2 separate regions of the Rattus norvegicus genome follow, and region 1 is linked to region 2. The links are chromatin contacts, called in public Hi-C maps. All regions are on one chromosome and are shown on one strand. Each heading gives the region's core, a stretch centred on a gene start, on an enhancer-like site or on the middle of the called end of the contact. The rest is flanking DNA. Distances are from core to core; before and after follow the strand shown.

What was found. Hi-C and Micro-C count contacts between places; a contact is called where the count stands out from the background.
Region 1: a Hi-C map of liver shows a contact between it and region 2, with 6 times the contacts expected there. The contact joins two enhancer-like sites. A contact is called at or near these places in 3 of 12 Hi-C or Micro-C datasets (kidney and liver).

Annotation. Positions count from the first base shown.
Region 1 is chr17:13,362,093-13,365,463 of GRCr8, forward strand. No RefSeq gene overlaps it. Among named protein-coding and RNA genes, the nearest start is that of Gadd45g, 170 kb to the right of the region's middle. Within about 2 kb of position 1,504, at least 9 of the 93 cell types and tissues checked have an H3K27ac peak or open chromatin away from gene starts, as enhancers often do. A contact at or near this core is called in liver, where this site is marked.
Region 2 is chr17:13,478,588-13,481,632 of GRCr8, forward strand. No RefSeq gene overlaps it. Among named protein-coding and RNA genes, the nearest start is that of Gadd45g, 50 kb to the right of the region's middle. Within about 2 kb of position 1,299, at least 5 of the 93 cell types and tissues checked have an H3K27ac peak or open chromatin away from gene starts, as enhancers often do. A contact at or near this core is called in liver, where this site is marked.

The DNA.
Region 1 (3,371 bases), core at 254-2,753, 120 kb before region 2:
CCAACCCAGGAAGCTAACCTGAGTGTCGCGTGTCCAATTTCCCCTGGAATCTCATATGAACCTGTGGCTGACTGGATCAATGGCTATGCCGAACGTAATCTCCACACCCCCCCCTTCTATCCTCTTGCATAATCTGCAAGGGCAGACCACTAACCTCAATGCTCTAACTTTCAACCACAATGTTGGCCATTCTGGCATGACTGGCCCTTTTCTCCTCATCAGAAGCTGACCCTGCCGCTGTGTTTGCGAGCCTCCAGAACCATAAGCCAATATCAACCTTTTCACTTACAAATTGCCCAGCCTGGAGTGTTGTCTAACAGCACCAGAAAATTGACTAAGGGGATAGAGAACCAATGACTGTTCAGTTCTGCGCACACGCACGCGTGCACACACACACACACACACACACACACACACACACACACACACAATCACTCACAGAAGAGGCCCAATGGGAACTGAGCTGAAGGTGTAACTCCACTAGACGAGAATTCTAACCCTTCCAGTAACTCATATTGAAACAGAAACTCAGATCAGCCAAATGTCTCTGGCCCTCACTTTTCTTATCCATCAAATACACTTAGGAAGAATGTCTGTGCCACTGGGAAGTTGGTGGCATAGAGGTTACGGCCTTCACGATGGGTCAATGACATTCTGCAGGCTTTGTTGCTCAGTCTTCTCTGGACACAAACTTTTTTATTTTCTGATGCAAACTGGGCACGAGTTTAAGGGAACATTGACTCAGAAGCCAGTGACAGGCACCTTTCCCCAGGGACCTGACCCCTTTGGAGCTTCCCATGCTCACCCCGTGCCCCCCAAACCATGATGCAATCATGGGAAACCAAGCGCTTTGCCAGTCACACAACGGTCCCTGCTGCCAGCACTAGGTCACTGAAGCCACGGGATCTGGTTTTCCAAGAAGAGGCCAGCCAGGCAGCAGGGGCAAACACTAGGAATGGAAACAGGCAGAAGCTTGTCAGTGTTTTCACACAGGAGAGACAAGGCTGCAAGGCTTGGGGTGCCAAGCTAAACAGACACACAAGCAACCTGCTCCTGCATGCTCCCGACACTTTAGCCCGGCTCAAGGGGGAGAGAGGAGAGAGAGAGAGAGAGAGAGAGAGAGAGAGAGAGAGAGAGAGAGAGAGAGAGAGAGAAATGAATTTCTATCATTCCCTTAGCCTCAGTCCACTTAAGGCCTCGGCTGCAGAGGCATTTCAGGACAGCGCAGCCTCGGGGCAAGGGAGACGTCAGGCAGGGCTGGGGTGGAAGAGTGGGAAAGGGAGAAAGCAAGCATTAATCCGCTAAGAAGCAGGGTAGTCACATCCTTGCTCTTCTTGGATCATCTTTTTTCAAAACCTAAAAACAATGCAATGCAAACCCCAGGGTTGCTACTGCTGCAGACGCCTGTGTTTGATTTCCACCGCTTCTCTAAGGGAACATCAAAGCGCTGACACTGACCTTGCTATTCCTCCTGGGATAGGGTGAGCACCACACACATCCAGGCACACAGCCAGCCACGATTGAAAACAGCATCTCGCTGTCTGCTCCTGCCTACTCCTTCATCCTGCGCTCCTAGGGACTCTACACCCAGAAGGGCATCCAGGACACTCTTCCGGCCTCACAAGCGTACCCCTCCTGCAGTCCCGGCTCTTTGGAGCAAAGCGGCTTCGGCTTCGTGACAGATTGAAAGCGGCACATGAAACGGCCCCTTCAAAGGGAGAGGGTGTCTCTAACGAGCTTTTGAAAGACGCACGGCCTCACCCCACAGAAGGAAGCAGCGGCCACCCAGGCTCTGCAGACGGGCTCTGCACTCAGAGCCACGTTCCCTGAGCTGCTGTTGTAGCAGGAATTCTCAGAAGCGTATCCATCTACCTACCATCCTCCTCAGAGTCCACAGAGGGCAGGAACGGCTGCTACGGGAACTGGGCGCACTTTGGCTCCAGCTCCATTCTAACTGCCACCTTTCAGCTCGGTATCTCTGGGTGTGATCTCATTATAGGTGTGTGTGTGTGTGTGTGTGTGTGTGTGTGTGTGTGTGTGTGTGTGTACAAACACTGTACACTTACGTACACGTGCATGTGGAGGCCCAAAGTGTCCTTCCTCCAGCATCGTCTACCCTGATATTTGAGACAAAGTCTTCGTGTTGTTTTTTGTTTGTTTGTCACATTGACATGAACTACAGTCCTCTGGGCAGGGAGCCTCACCTGAGACGTTGCCTGCCATGGGCTGACCCATGGGCATCAAGCCAGTGGCAGCATTCCCTTGCAGTCGCTGCCTCAAGGCCTTGCCTTGAACTCCTGTTTTGGCTTCCCTGGATGATAGTCTCTACCCTGCAAGCCACATTAAAAAACCCCATCCTCCTCCAAATAGCTTTCAGCCATTGCGTTGTCACAGCAACAGAAACTAAATTACAACGGTCTCTTGCTGGCCTCGACTCACCGAGTAGGCTGCGCTGGTGGACCAGCAAGTTCCAGGAATCGGCTGCCTCTCTTCCTCCCCAATAGTGGGACAGACATAGCAGGTCCTGACACAGCTTGGCTTTCTCAACATGCATTGTAGGGGTTGAATTCAGGCCCTCAATCTCACAAGGAAAGTAATGGTTATATCCCTGGAAACCCCCTGCTATTATCTTCCTGGCCTTATTGTAACTGTGTCTCTTAGGACCTAGGCTGCCCTTAAGCTTGATATGTAACCAAGTATGGCCTTGAACTCCTGATCCTGCTGTCTCTGCCTCCCCTTGGCAGCCACACTGGCAACTCTCATTCACTTGGGAAACCCACCCAGCTGAGTGGTCACCTCAAACCACAGGGAGTGCCAAGCACTTTCACAGCGGCGGAGATGAAAAGGCCTACACCAGATCAAGCATAGCATGCGGTCCAATGGGAGAGCGTGTGCCTAACGAAGATTGTCACAGAGCACTGCCTTGTTCAGAGGCCCATCGCAGAGTTGGCAAAGGGAACCTCTCTTTCCATATTTGGCCAGACCTGCGGTTGACAGAACACATGCTACTATTTTGAAATAAATAGGGTGTTATTTTGGTATGTCTGTCATTGGTCTTCTGTTCCATGGCTGATATCAAACGCTCCTAAATGCCCATGTAGAAATATTAAGTCAAATACTGGTGATTTAGGAATGCAGTTCTTCATCTGTTGCCGTTGAAGGCAGATGTGTTCTCCCCGTTTAAGACCAAATCAGGCATTTGTCAGTTCTCTTGGCCAACAGATAAGTCATCAGATTCTCATTGCACAATGAAAAGGATCTCAGAGGATCGATCGCAAGGTCTTCTGCATAACATGCATCTGTAAGTGGGCCTGGTCCCCTGAAAGTGACCTGGGGGACACCAGACTCAACCTGGAGTTAGAGGTTTAAGT
Region 2 (3,045 bases), core at 49-2,548:
GGAGTCTTGTCAAGGCCTTGCTACAAGGCTTCAGGGTAAGGGAAGACTCCCTGGGGCCCAGCTCCCATAGCTCAAGGCCTCATACATCCACCTGCACGAACATAGCAAGATACAGCCTGGGCAGGGGTGTGCAGTGGGGCGGTAGAGGGACACAACTAAAGCTGGCTGCTAAGGAAAGGGGGCCATTAGCCAGTCGAGGAAATCTGCAAACAGTATGAGGAATCAGGCGGGAAAGATGACTGCTCTAGGGCAAGGGTCCCCTGGGGACATGGTGGAAAGTTTGCTTGTCACTCCTCGGCAAGGGCTGGGCTTCAGGAGATAGTAAAGACAGAAATGAACAGGGTGTGTCCCATGGTGGAGGTTGTAACTAGAGTTCAGAGCATGTGGATCTGGACAAGGAAAGCACGTAGGCAAATACAAGGGAGTTGGGCAGTAGATTAGAGGCTGCAATAGCAGGCTGGAGCCAGGAGCACCAAGGAAGCTGTGGGCATCTGGAGAGGCCTCCTAGAACCAGGTGGGAGAGAAGGGAATTAGGAACCAGGAGTGAGCCTGGGGCTGTCTACTGGAGCTGGAGGTAAAAAGGAACCTGGCGAGAATGTTCCTGGATCAGGCCTGGGAGGGTACTTGGCAGTCAGAGTTGGCCCCAGAAAGGAGCTGGAGAATGGCTAGATGGAAAGAGCAACCAAAGATGTGTACAAATGCAGCCCCAGAGTCTGGTCAGGTGGATGTCAGAGGCAAGTTTAGCAGGAAGGTAAAAGCCATTACAGGCATCCCCAAAGACGTACGTCAAAACAAACACTAGAATTCAGTCTCTAAAGGTGCATGCAAAGCTACAGGAAGGTGTGGGAGAGGTGTTCATGACTCTGGTAGATGGAACCTTGTTGGGCAGAGTTCAGAATGTGGACGGCGTTAGAAGGTGGGGGACCCAGAAGCCAGTCACACAGGAAGCATGCGTAGGCTGGGACAGGCAAGAGCTATAAAACAGAGCAGAAAATCACGGGGAAATATTTTAAACCTTCCACAACAAGACGAAGGGCTAATGACGATGCTATATCAAAAGCCTTGTGCAATTAGAGAAAGACGGCTCTGCTAAAAATGTAGGCAAAGCAAAACCTCGCCAGACATTACCTAACTTGGCAGCCACTGGTAAGCCAAGGCTTTACCAACAAAGACAAACTCCAGCGGCTGGAAGAGTGTCCCGCCCCCCCTGGCAAATGACACAGAGACCCACCAGCTCTTGGTCACCAGACAGTTCATCAGCTGACATAACTCCCAGATCTGGGTCAGCCCATACCATGTGTCCCCTGACTCCTCCCTTCTCCGCTGCTGCTAAAATTCCAAAGGCCGCAGCTGCAGGAGGGACACTCATAGTAAACAAGAAATGGACCTTGCTTTTGTTTGGTTCTTCGATTTTGAGTCTGTTGATTGAAGCTATTAGCGTTAGTGTAAGAGATTAAGCAAAGGGGGTTGGGGATTTAACTCAGTGGTAGAGCGCTTGCCTAGCAAGCACAAGGCCCTGGGTTCGGTCCCCAGCTCCGAAAAAAAAAGAAAAGAAAAAAGAGAGAGAGAGAGAGAGAGAGAGAGAGAGAGAGAGAGAGAGAGAGAGAGAGAAAGAGATTAAGCAAAGGAGGGACCCGGGCTGTAACTCAGTTGACCGAGCGCTGTCTACCATCCACAATGCCCTAGATTTGATCCCCCGTATCGAACAAGCAGAACGTGATAGCATTTGCCTGTAATCACAACACAGGCAGTGGAAGCGGGGCAGTGTTGGCCACAGAGTGAGTTTAAAGCAGCATAAGAGGTTATGTGCCCCACGGTACAATAGTTTCTTTTGCTTCACTGGGTCAAATGATAGCATTTACCTTAACATGTCATGGATTTTACTAAGAAGTAAATTTGAATGCACTGTGTAGGAAAAATGCTGGAACTATGTAAGACTCTGTCCAAAATACACACACACACACACACACACACACACACACACACATAAACACACACACACAAACACACCTGCAAGGAACCAAAAACTCTCAACAACAACAAAATAAAATAAATTGGCCAAAAAGACACAAGTTCACCCTACTTATATGAAGATTAAAGTAAACTTTTTCTTTCCCATCTTTAATATTATTTAAATATCGTAAGTTCATCATAAACACATGTGAAAACTGGCACCCCAACGTTCTGAGGGTAGAAGCATCAATTAGCAAACACTATTGGAGAATAACTTTCCCAATAACTTTTTAAAACTGAAAATATGCACATCTTTGGGTTAGCAGTTCTACTTCTAAGACTCTGCTCTAGGGGCTGGAGAGATGGATCGGTGGTTGAAGTGCTTGCTCACAAGCCCAAGGACCAGGGTTCAAATCTCCAGGAGCCATGTGAAAGGAAAAGCATTGGATTAGGAACCCTAAGATCACGTTCTCAGCACAGAGGAGATTGATTTGTCCCAGAAGGACAGAGGGCAGGAATAAGGGGCAAACACAGGACATAGAGGATGAGGGAGAGGGAGTATTTATCTCAGAATAGGTCAAAGGTCGGCTTCTAGATAGAGTGACAGACATGGCCCATAGGCAAATGGTGGTTTATAAAGGTAAAAAGGGAAACCTCATGTTAGGATGAGATGTTTAATTTTGATTGGACATGTTAATTAGGTGAGCCAAAGGGGGCTTTTGATTGCTGGACTTCAATACTTTGATAGCTGGACCTTGGTAGTCAAGTCTCAAAAAGAGGAAGTGGCTATATAAGGAAATAGACCTTGAGGGCTAGTCTTAGGAATGTAATCTAATGGTTTTTTTTATCAAGGCAGAGGGAATGGGGAGAAGGGCAAGGCCTGCCAGAGTTTGCCCACCATGCTCAAGCTGGTCAGAGTCCCATCACCATGTAAATCCCTGGTGAGTGTGAATGGCTGTAATTCAAGCCCCCAAAGAGAGAGACATGGGAGCCTCATGAGAAGTTGGCTAGTGAGACTAGGCATATCAGCGAGCTCTGGGTTTGATTGAGAAACCCTGCCTCAATTGGAAGAGTGATTGGGGATTTGTGACA